Regions from separate parts of the Mus musculus genome. Here regions 1 and 3 are each linked to region 2. Evidence: chromatin contacts called from public Hi-C and promoter capture Hi-C data. All regions are on one chromosome and are shown on one strand. Each heading gives the region's core, a stretch centred on a gene start, on an enhancer-like site or on the middle of the called end of the contact. The rest is flanking DNA. Distances are from core to core; before and after follow the strand shown.

What was found. Promoter capture Hi-C pulls out the DNA fragments that hold promoters and counts their contacts. Hi-C and Micro-C count contacts between places; a contact is called where the count stands out from the background.
Region 1: a promoter capture Hi-C map of cranial neural crest shows a contact between it and region 2. The contact joins the enhancer-like site here to the promoter of Cd82 in region 2. A contact is called at or near these places in 5 of 39 promoter capture datasets (3T3-L1-derived adipocytes, cranial neural crest, embryonic stem cells and 2 more), 1 of 15 datasets of contacts at CTCF or cohesin (large pre-B cells), 4 of 115 datasets of contacts at active chromatin or transcription factors (bone marrow-derived macrophages, embryonic basal ganglia, embryonic stem cells and 1 more) and 1 of 9 other capture datasets (adipose tissue).
Region 3: a contact with region 2 is called in a Hi-C map of embryonic fibroblasts, with 2.9 times the contacts expected there. The contact joins the enhancer-like site here to the promoter of Cd82 in region 2. A contact is called at or near these places in 2 of 484 Hi-C or Micro-C datasets (embryonic fibroblasts and muscle stem cells).

What each region holds. Positions count from the first base shown.
Region 1 is chr2:93,695,233-93,698,090 of GRCm38.p6, reverse strand. It overlaps Ext2 (exostosin glycosyltransferase 2), which reads left to right. Exons shown (of 14, transcript NM_010163.3): 14 at 1,820-2,460. The coding sequence ends at 1,958. Among named protein-coding and RNA genes, the nearest start is that of Gm39883, 25 kb to the left of the region's middle. Within about 2 kb of position 1,575, at least 40 of the 459 cell types and tissues checked have an H3K27ac peak or open chromatin away from gene starts, as enhancers often do.
Region 2 is chr2:93,460,797-93,463,833 of GRCm38.p6, reverse strand. It overlaps Cd82 (CD82 antigen), which reads left to right and starts at 1,332. Exons shown (of 10, transcript NM_007656.5): 1 at 1,332-1,504. The region is part of intron 2 of Gm10804 (predicted gene 10804); the gene reads right to left.
Region 3 is chr2:93,277,034-93,279,893 of GRCm38.p6, reverse strand. The region is part of intron 2 of Tspan18 (tetraspanin 18); the gene reads left to right. Among named protein-coding and RNA genes, the nearest start is that of Gm39882, 20 kb to the right of the region's middle. RefSeq lists an enhancer at 1-2,006. Within about 2 kb of position 1,558, at least 77 of the 459 cell types and tissues checked have an H3K27ac peak or open chromatin away from gene starts, as enhancers often do. A contact at or near this core is called in embryonic fibroblasts and muscle stem cells, where this site is marked.

The DNA of each region.
Region 1 (2,858 bases), core at 326-2,825, 230 kb before region 2:
CTGGGGGTTAAAGGGTTAAAGCAGCGAGAGAAGGGGGCAGTGGGGCAGTCAGCCAAAATCAAGGATATATGGAAAGCCTTATGGAAGCCCACTAGTTAGTAAGATTATTTTAGAGAGAGGGAAAAAAAGGTCACCCCTCCACCAGTCTCCCCGAGGTGTCCCCATGCTGAGTCCGAGACCCAGCTGCCCCAGAGTGGTGGAGAGCAGAGCAGCCAGTGTCAGCCTGAGTTTGAATCCCACTTCCACAACTTGCTAGCCCGTCATTCTCGAGGAACTTACTTAATGTCTCTGAGTCGTATTTTGCTTACCTATAATATGAGACTAATATAAACTCAGGCCTTGAGCAAGAGAGTCAAAAATGGGAGAGGAGAGCTTTAAGAAATCAGTAAGATGTAAGGTGAATTATCTGCCATGGAGCAGAGGTTCTGGAGTTGTAGCCTTTCACCCCTCCTATTGGGCCACACAGTTAGGCTAGTAAGTAAATTTGGGTCTTCTCACTCAGTCTTTGGTATTAAGAGCTAGAACCCCTAGGTTTGGCTCTGCCCCATTTAATGTTATTTTATTTTATTTCATTTTATGTTTAGCTTTTGCACATTAACTTCTTAGTGTCTCAGCCTTCCCACTAGAGATTGGGACAGAGGAGGCACCTAGGCTATCGTGAGCACTCGTTCTAAGAGGAGCCTGTAACGACCATTACCTCTTTGTGATGTTGGTAATCTGTTGACACTGATGTCTATTAGGTCCATAGTTCTGTGGCACAGGCTTTTCAGAAGTGTAAGAAGGCAGGGAGAGCCGATGACACCTAACAAAGGCCACCACCTTCCCAAGCCCAGAGCTCTTCTCTGTCTCCATCTTTTGGAAGCAGCTCATGGCACCTCTGGAGAGAGGTGGCGGTGAGTGTCCTGGAGCAGCCCCTGCCCTGTGACCACTCTCATCAGCCTTGCTTGCCTTTGTTGTAGCTATCAGGGCCAGCTGCCTAAGCCGGCACCGCTCCTCTGAAATCCATCCTTCTGGGTCCCAGCTTCAAATGAGCTTTTCCCCTCTGGCCTGGGGCTGACCCATCCAGGTCACCCTGCTGACACACTCAGTTGGCCTGACTGACCCTCTCCTCTGAGGAGAGGCTCAGCTTTGAGGGCCGGGGGCAGGGAGAAGAGGAGGAAGACCTGCTCTGCTGTGCCCAGCTCTTGTCACCAAGTTGCTCTTGCTCCTGGTTCTAGTGTGGCAGTGATGAAAATCACACCAGTTACGCAGGAAACCCTCTGTGAGCTGGGGCTGTCAGAAAGGCATGCTTATGGCTGGGTATTTGCAGGCCATCTGTGAGTGCTGGGGAGCTAAGTGCTCACTGCTTGAAATTCAGAGTCACCAGTCCCTTTGTTCCTTTGCCTTGCATGGACAGGACCCTTTCTCCTAAGTCATCAGCTTTAGCCAGCAGCGTCGGTCTCCTTTCTATCATCCTCCTTCCCTATGGCTGGCAGAGATAGGGTTAAGGGTTGTTGGAGCTAATCCACCTAGGTTTGAGGCCTGCTAGGGCTGGAAAAATGACTGGAATTTGAGGGGGAAGGGCAGAAGTCCTGACCTGCAGACAGCAGCCAGCAGACAGACAGCAGCCCCTATTCACTTTCTCCCTCAGACTGGGTCAGGAGCCTTGGGTCACCTTGCTTGCCATCCCAGCCCTTTGCAGAGCCAAGCGAGGGGCTGGGCGCCCTTTCAGCACCTTCAGTTTCTTGTGGATAGTGGCTGCTTTGGGCTCTGCTGCCTTGCAGTCGCTAACCACTTCCGTTCTGCTCATCCCCCCCCCCCCCTCTCGTTCACCTCACAGATCTGAGTGCATCAACAAGTTTGCTTCCGTCTTCGGAACGATGCCCCTCAAGGTGGTGGAGCACCGAGCGGACCCTGTCCTCTACAAAGATGACTTCCCCGAGAAACTGAAGAGCTTCCCCAACATTGGCAGCTTATGAAGCTTGCTGCACCTCCCGGGGCTCCGGGGTGGGGCCAGGGAGGCCAGCCTGGGTCCGACTTCCCAAACACACTGGAGCTCGTTGAGCTGGCTGCGCAGCCTGCTTTGTCCTCCCATCTCCGTGGACTCTGTGAAAATGCCAAAGGAAGGAAGCCTCAGGGACAGGCTGCAACTTGGAGCCCAGCGCATCACTCTCGGCTTGCTGGTGCAGTTCACCATCTCACTGGCCCTACAACTGCCTTAGAGGAGTCAGCTGTCCAGTTTTAGATCCCAGGAGTCACAGCAGAGCCTTGCAGTCATTTCACATGCGCAGACTCTGGAGAGAGCAAACCTGCCATGGGCTACAGATCCCAATACCTCTGAGGGTCAGAACTGTGCTTGGGACCTGAGTCATGAGCCCAGATCCACAGCAGAGCACAGGCTGCCAAGATGTCTACTGAAAGTCCCTGATCAACTCTTTGTTTTGGCTTTTTGATATGATTAAAATTATTTTTTACTGTTTTCTTCTGTCTAGAATGCTGGTTCTTGGTTATCCAAGGATCCTTCCTTGTTTTGTGCATATACCCCTAACCTCTCTACTAAGAACCATCCAGAAAGATGAAGCCAAGAGGACCCAGCTCCATTTGCATCAAGTGTAAGAAGGACCCATGAGTGTCATGGGAGTGTCGGATCCAGCAGGGGTGTCCTTCTCCCTCAGCCTGGGTATTTCATAGGTGTCCCTCTGATTGCCACCCCGGGGTCCCTCTAGCTCCTACCATGTTATAAGAGCTGAGGGCACAGAGAACCGTGACCCTCACCCCACCCAAGGGGATGCCCAGGATCCCTTATTCTTTTGCCGTAGCTGTAACAATGGCCAGGGGTTCTGGCTAACATTAATACTTCCGCAGGAACCATGTCACAG
Region 2 (3,037 bases), core at 83-2,582:
AGTTGTTTCTGGGTGCCTCAAACCCCAAACATGAACCTAACAAGTTCCCAGGCAGCGATGGGGCTTCTAGGGTGAGAACAGCTTTGAGAACCACTGGGCAGCCTTGCATCCAGCGCCCCACTGGTAAAGCAAGCACATCCACACCCTCCCCTCAGAGGCTTGTACTGCTATGCCAGTGAGATGTGTTGCTAAAGAACTTCAGCAGTTCACAGGTTAATGGCCCTGCTTGTTAACCTGGTAACCTGCCTGAGGCAGATCCATGGTCTGTAGTGCATTGTGATGTGTCAGACATCTGGAGATCTTTGGCAGACCACTTTCTCAAAGAAGAAGCCAGCCATGGAGGTCTCAGGCCCTCTGCCCTCTCCTGCCACCCCTTCACCAGCCTGCTGTACCACAGCTGGCTGGCCTGGGCCACTTCTTCAAGGACCAAAATCCAGAAAAGCTAGGACAAGTATTAAGTATGATTCGAGACGTTGGAATGGTTCACGAACGACTCTGCTGTTAGACTCTAGCCCACGACTTCCCCTCTCTAAAGCTTGGGCTGTGCATCTGTAAAATGGGTGCAAATAATAAAATGGGTACAAATAAAGTAGCCCAGGAGTGGTAGGGACTGAAGAGCAGAGTTTTAACAGCTGTTGGCTTTCATCCTGTCTTTGAGCAAAAGTTCAACCACTGGTAGCTGTTAGTATTTTCAGAAAGTGCTTGGCTCCAGCCGCCTCCACACGGAGACCTGGTCTTGGAACGCGAACGCTCCCACGCCATTCCCGGGTTGCACCAGGATACGCCCGTCCTAGAATGCCAGCGTCGGGGCCCCAGGCTTATAGCCCTGAGCCAGGTTGCTAAGGGGAACAGGCTCGGGGCGGAGCAGAGAATCCCCCGGGAAGGGCGGAGCCGGGGAGTTGCCTCCCAGTTGGAGGCCTAAGGGTGAGCCCCTGGGGAAAGTGATGGACTCAAAGGGGTGAACAGGAGGGCTTCAGAGGACCGCCAGCGGCATAGTTGGGAAGTGGGAAGGATGGGGGAGACCATAGGGGGTGAGACTCCGCAAGGCTGGAAGAGACTGGAGCGGCAGACTTGGGGTCCCAGGTCGGCCTTATCCCCTGGAGGCCCAAAGCAGGCGGAGCAAGGCGCGTACGTGGCCTCGCCTCTAATCTGGAGCTGGAACCAGGCTGCAGGGCTGGGCAGAGCTGGAGGGTTGGCAAAGGGTAGCCAGCTCAGTGTTGTGCTAAGGGGTGTGGCCGTTTGATTGAACCGGGAGGCTGTGGTGGGCGGAGCCTGGTGCTACCTCCCGCAGGGCCCAGAGGGGAACTGTATAGGGGGCGTGTCAAGGGCGTGGTCTTGGGGGGCGTGGCGTGGCCTGACAAGGCCGTTGAGCTTCTGGACTGACTTCGGGAGGGGGTGGCGGGGGAAAACGGAGGGACAGAGCCAAGCTGCGCAGTCAGACTCGGGTTGGGGCGCCAGCTGAAGACGCGGGACTTAAAGCGCGTAGCCAGAACCCAGGCACCAGGTAAGAGAAGCCTGGGGGAGGGGACAGGATAATCGGAAGCAAACTTAGCTTTGTCCGGATTTCCTAGCAGGACCCATTCCGCCAAGCCCGTGGGGCCCGCTTGGCAACAGGTAACAGGCTGGAGCACTTAGTAGCTGAGAAGGGTCGTTCACCTCCGAGTCCCGAACTCCCTAGTTCTGGCTGCCCCACACACCAGCCCTGTGGCCCCGGGCCTGTCCCTGCCCCTAGTCCAGATCTCCTCCGGTTCCAGAAGGAGGAAGTTGATTGAGATGAGCTTCCGAGCGGAATGTGAGGGCTAACAGGTGACAGTCACAGTGGTGTGTGAGTACACTCGCTTTCAGATTGCGTAGCTAGACCTCAGCGACTTCCGCAAAATGTCACTGAGAGAAACGATTTAAGTTGCCCTGGGTTATTGGAAGGAACTCCAAATCCAAAGCAAGGCAGTTTCCGTTCTTTTCCTCCTTCCACGTTCTGAGCGCACCACTGAACTGGGTGGACTTAAGAGTGGAAACCTAGCCAAACTTTTCCAGGTGAGCTGGTTTGGAAGAGGAGCCTGGAGGGATAGCAGCAGAAGAAACTCTCTCTTGGGGTGCATAGGGAGAAGAAGGGGAAACCCTTCCAAACCTGCTCAGAATCTAGCCAAACCCAAGAGAGCTCCTTGCTGTGCCAGGGATTAGGTATTTGTGCAGAAGGGGCTCCACTTCTGATGGTGGGGTGTGTCCTGGGTCCTGGCTGTGCCAAGGATTTAGGCTTTGGGATTCAGCCTAATTGGATTCCACTCCCCTCCAAACCTTAGTTTCCTCATCTGTAACTTGGGGAGCAATGGCCAAACAGTAGTAGCAAGAATTAAGTGAAACTATGTGTACCATGCCTGACAGGCCATTGGGTGCCCAGAAGCCTCACTTCAAAGCTCCTGAGATGTCAGTGAGCAGGTGGTGTGCTGTCTTCCTTCTGGGAAATGAACCCATCTTTGGGGTTTGGCTTGGTTTGGAAGGCTTGTGGGTAACTGCAGCTGTCCCATCCCTGACCTCATCAGAGTCAGAAACTGACACCAGCCATCAACGTCATCTTGTTCTTTTGTGGGTCAGGAAATGTGTTACCTAGACAAAGGAGGGCCTGAGTCCCTAACATAGCTTGGAGATGATGGGTATTGAATTTAAACGACCCCCACCCCCTTGTAAAAAAAACTGCTTAATGAGTCCATGGGCCTAGCATTATCCTCATCCTGAGGTGCTATGAGGCTCCCCAACCCATCTCCCTCCTGGGGAAGTTTCTCTCACAGCTTGGGCTAGCTCAGGGGAAGTCCCAGTAGTCTATGAGGCTTTAGTGGCTGGTATGGGCTGTTTCACTGCAAGTTTACGGTAGGAAGGGCACATGGTCTGCATGAGCAGGGCTGGGCACAGAAGATATGGAAGGTGCCCCATGGGAAATCCTTGCATTTTGGTGGGAGATGAGCCCCTGCTGTAGAGTCAGCTGGAAAGTACTCTGGAAAGCCTGGCTGAAGGCCGCCGGACCACGTGGAAAAGACTGTGT
Region 3 (2,860 bases), core at 309-2,808, 180 kb after region 2:
CCAACCAGTAAGCACTGGGTATTTGCTCGATGTGGAAACTTGTATGGTTTCTATGACCAAATTTCTACTACAGAGGATGTCAGCTTAGTACAAAAATAATTAGGGCCATAGACCATGGTGGCACCAGAAGCTAGCCACAGGGACAGTCCGAGTTTTTCAGAGGACAGGAATTCCAAGAGAGTTGAAGAACATCATTATTGAGGTGTCCGTAAAAGACTGAGGCAGAGAAGATGGCCTTCTCTGGTCACGGGATGGCTTGTGCTCATGCTTGGATGTGGGAAGCTCTCAGTGTGTTCCAGCCCAGGGATGTTCCTTTCTTATGGTAGCTCTGCACCATGTTGGGATGCCGGCACAGTAGAATCCTAAAGCAGGCTAGGGCCAGGTTACCAAAGTCCTTAGGAGTCCTTAATCGGGCCCATGGCCTGGGGGTCTGGCTGTGATGGGAACAGACCACAGGAAGAAGAGATGAAGAAATGAGAAGGCACAGTCCTACCACAAAACAGAGTCCCTGGGGTGGACGTCGGGAGCAATGCAACCAGCAGCAGGACGGCTGGAAAGCACAAGGTCAGACATGTCCTAAATGTCTTAAGCCCCACACTTAGAGATGTTAGGAAAAGCAGTAGAAACAACTGATAGGACAACAGATGTTAGAAACAACAGTTGAAGAACAGCTAAGCATTGTAGCACGAGCCTTTAATCCCAGCACTCGGGAAGCAGAGACAGGTGGTTCACTGTGAGTTAGAGGCCAACCTGGTCTACATAGTGAGTTCCAGGATGGCCAGGGATATGTATCGAGATCCTGTTGCAAAGCACCAAAAGGAAAAAGAAAAAAAGAAAGTTGGAGAATGTCAAATGAGCGGGGGGGGGGGGGGGGGGGGGGGAGGGGCTGGATGACCGAGGGGGGGAAGCCCCTTCCTTCACTGATAGTGAGGGAGCAGTGGGCAGGGTGAGTGATTCATCGTGGGCCCAGGTCTGGGGCTCCTTGGCTCCTGTGGTAGCTCAGTGCTTGTGCTTACAGCGGGGTGTGTTTATCCCTAAGGTCTGGATCGACATTTTTCTTTTAAGTCCAAAGGCCTTTTACAAATCCCAGCCTAAAACAACAACTGGATTGCATTTCTGAGGAGGAAGGGGTGGGGGGAGAAAGCAGAGAAGAAACCAAGAGAACCTTTTCACTCCCCCACTCCCCCACCGGCCCTCCACCCTGCCCGCTAATGATCTGGGATGGAGTCTGAGCAATAAAAACACAACGGGGTGTTTAAGTGGGGTGATCTGCAAGGCCCGGCCCCCAGAGGGCCTGGGAAAAGGAGAAGAATCAGTTTATGGAGAAATAACAGGCTTTTCTTTGTGGGCGGCATTTAGTAGTGGGAGCCCAGCTGCCCTGGGGAAGGGGATTGGGAGGAGCACCCTGTGGCACCACGTGGGATGTGTCCTGGACTGGACTGCCTGATGGGAGCCATGCTTCTTCCCCCCCCCCCCCCCATGCATCTCCAGGGATAAATGCCATCAAGAGAGGCTGGGCTGGTCACTGCTGTGTGAGGCTGCCTGGTGGACCGGAGGCAGCCTGTAGGAGGAGCCCCAGATAGAGGTGTCTTTGCAGAGTCAAGGAGGGAGAACTCCGAGGGACTTGGCTGGAAGCAAGGAAGCCTATCTGGCTACTTGCATAACTTTTTATGAGGTAGACATTTAGAGAAAGTGGTTTCTACTAAAGGCAGCCGGCAGCTGGGCATCTTCTGAGGTCTGCCCGCTGCGCTGGCCTGGCAGTGGGAGTCCAGGAAGTGGCAGGTTCTTTCCAGATGAGTTGCAGCTGTAGGCTAGGAAGCTGATGCCCCAGTTCTAAAGGGAATGAGTTTTGGGGTCTGCACTCAGTCCCTCCGTCTCTCTGGATTTTTGTATCTACCTTCCTTCTCTGTCAGTTACCTCCTGTGACCACTGGACCCTCACTGGGAAGCTTAAAGCAACACAAATGTGCAAAATCTCAAACTTGTGAGACCCAAAGTTGCCCACAACCGGGCAGGAGAAGTGACCTGAGTGCTCAGGAGAGAGGTCTCGCCTGCCTGCCTGCCTGCCTGCCTCCCCCGGCTGCAGAGGGGTTACTGGCCACCCTGGACATTTGTTCTTCAGGCTGAGGCTGCCTTGTCTAATCTGACAGCCCTTCCTCTGTGTGCCCTCATCTGTTTTTAAGGACACAGACGTGGGACCTGGCATGACCTCATCCTGCTAGCTACATCAGCAGATGTTTTCCAAATAAGGCCATGTTGAGAGTCTGTGGCTGATGAGAATTTTGAGGGGATGCTATTTCATCTAGCACAACTCCCTTCTGCACACCACTGCTTGTACTTTACAAAGCTGAACATTTGTAGTTGGCTGACGATTAGTAAGTGTCTGCTGGATACAGAGTTCAGGGATGAGCCCCACCACAGGGAAAAAGATGCTCTCCCGGGGTTTTCAGCCTTCACTCATAATTAGCCGCTGTTAGCTATATTTTTCTGCAGTCTGTCAGAAGAAGCAAGGATTCTTCCCATGATTCATCTCTTCTGCACAGCAACACCTGTGGCCTTTGCCTTGACAACTTCAAACTTGCTCAGATGTCTTAAATTGTGAAAGCTCTCTCTCACCCTGTTCCTTCCTGTCTCTGTCTCTTTCTGTGTCCTTCAATCTCCTCTCCCTCCCCCTTTCCATCTCTTTCTCTTTGTCTCTCTTTGTCTCTTTCTCTGTGTGTCTGTCCTTCTCTCTCTCTCTCCATCTGTCTCTGCCTGTTCCCTCACCCTGTGTGTGTCCTTCTCTCTCCCTGTCCCCCCATCTCTGTCTTTGTCTCTCTGTCTGTCTCTGTCCCTCTTCCTTTCCCCTTTCTTTGTGTCTC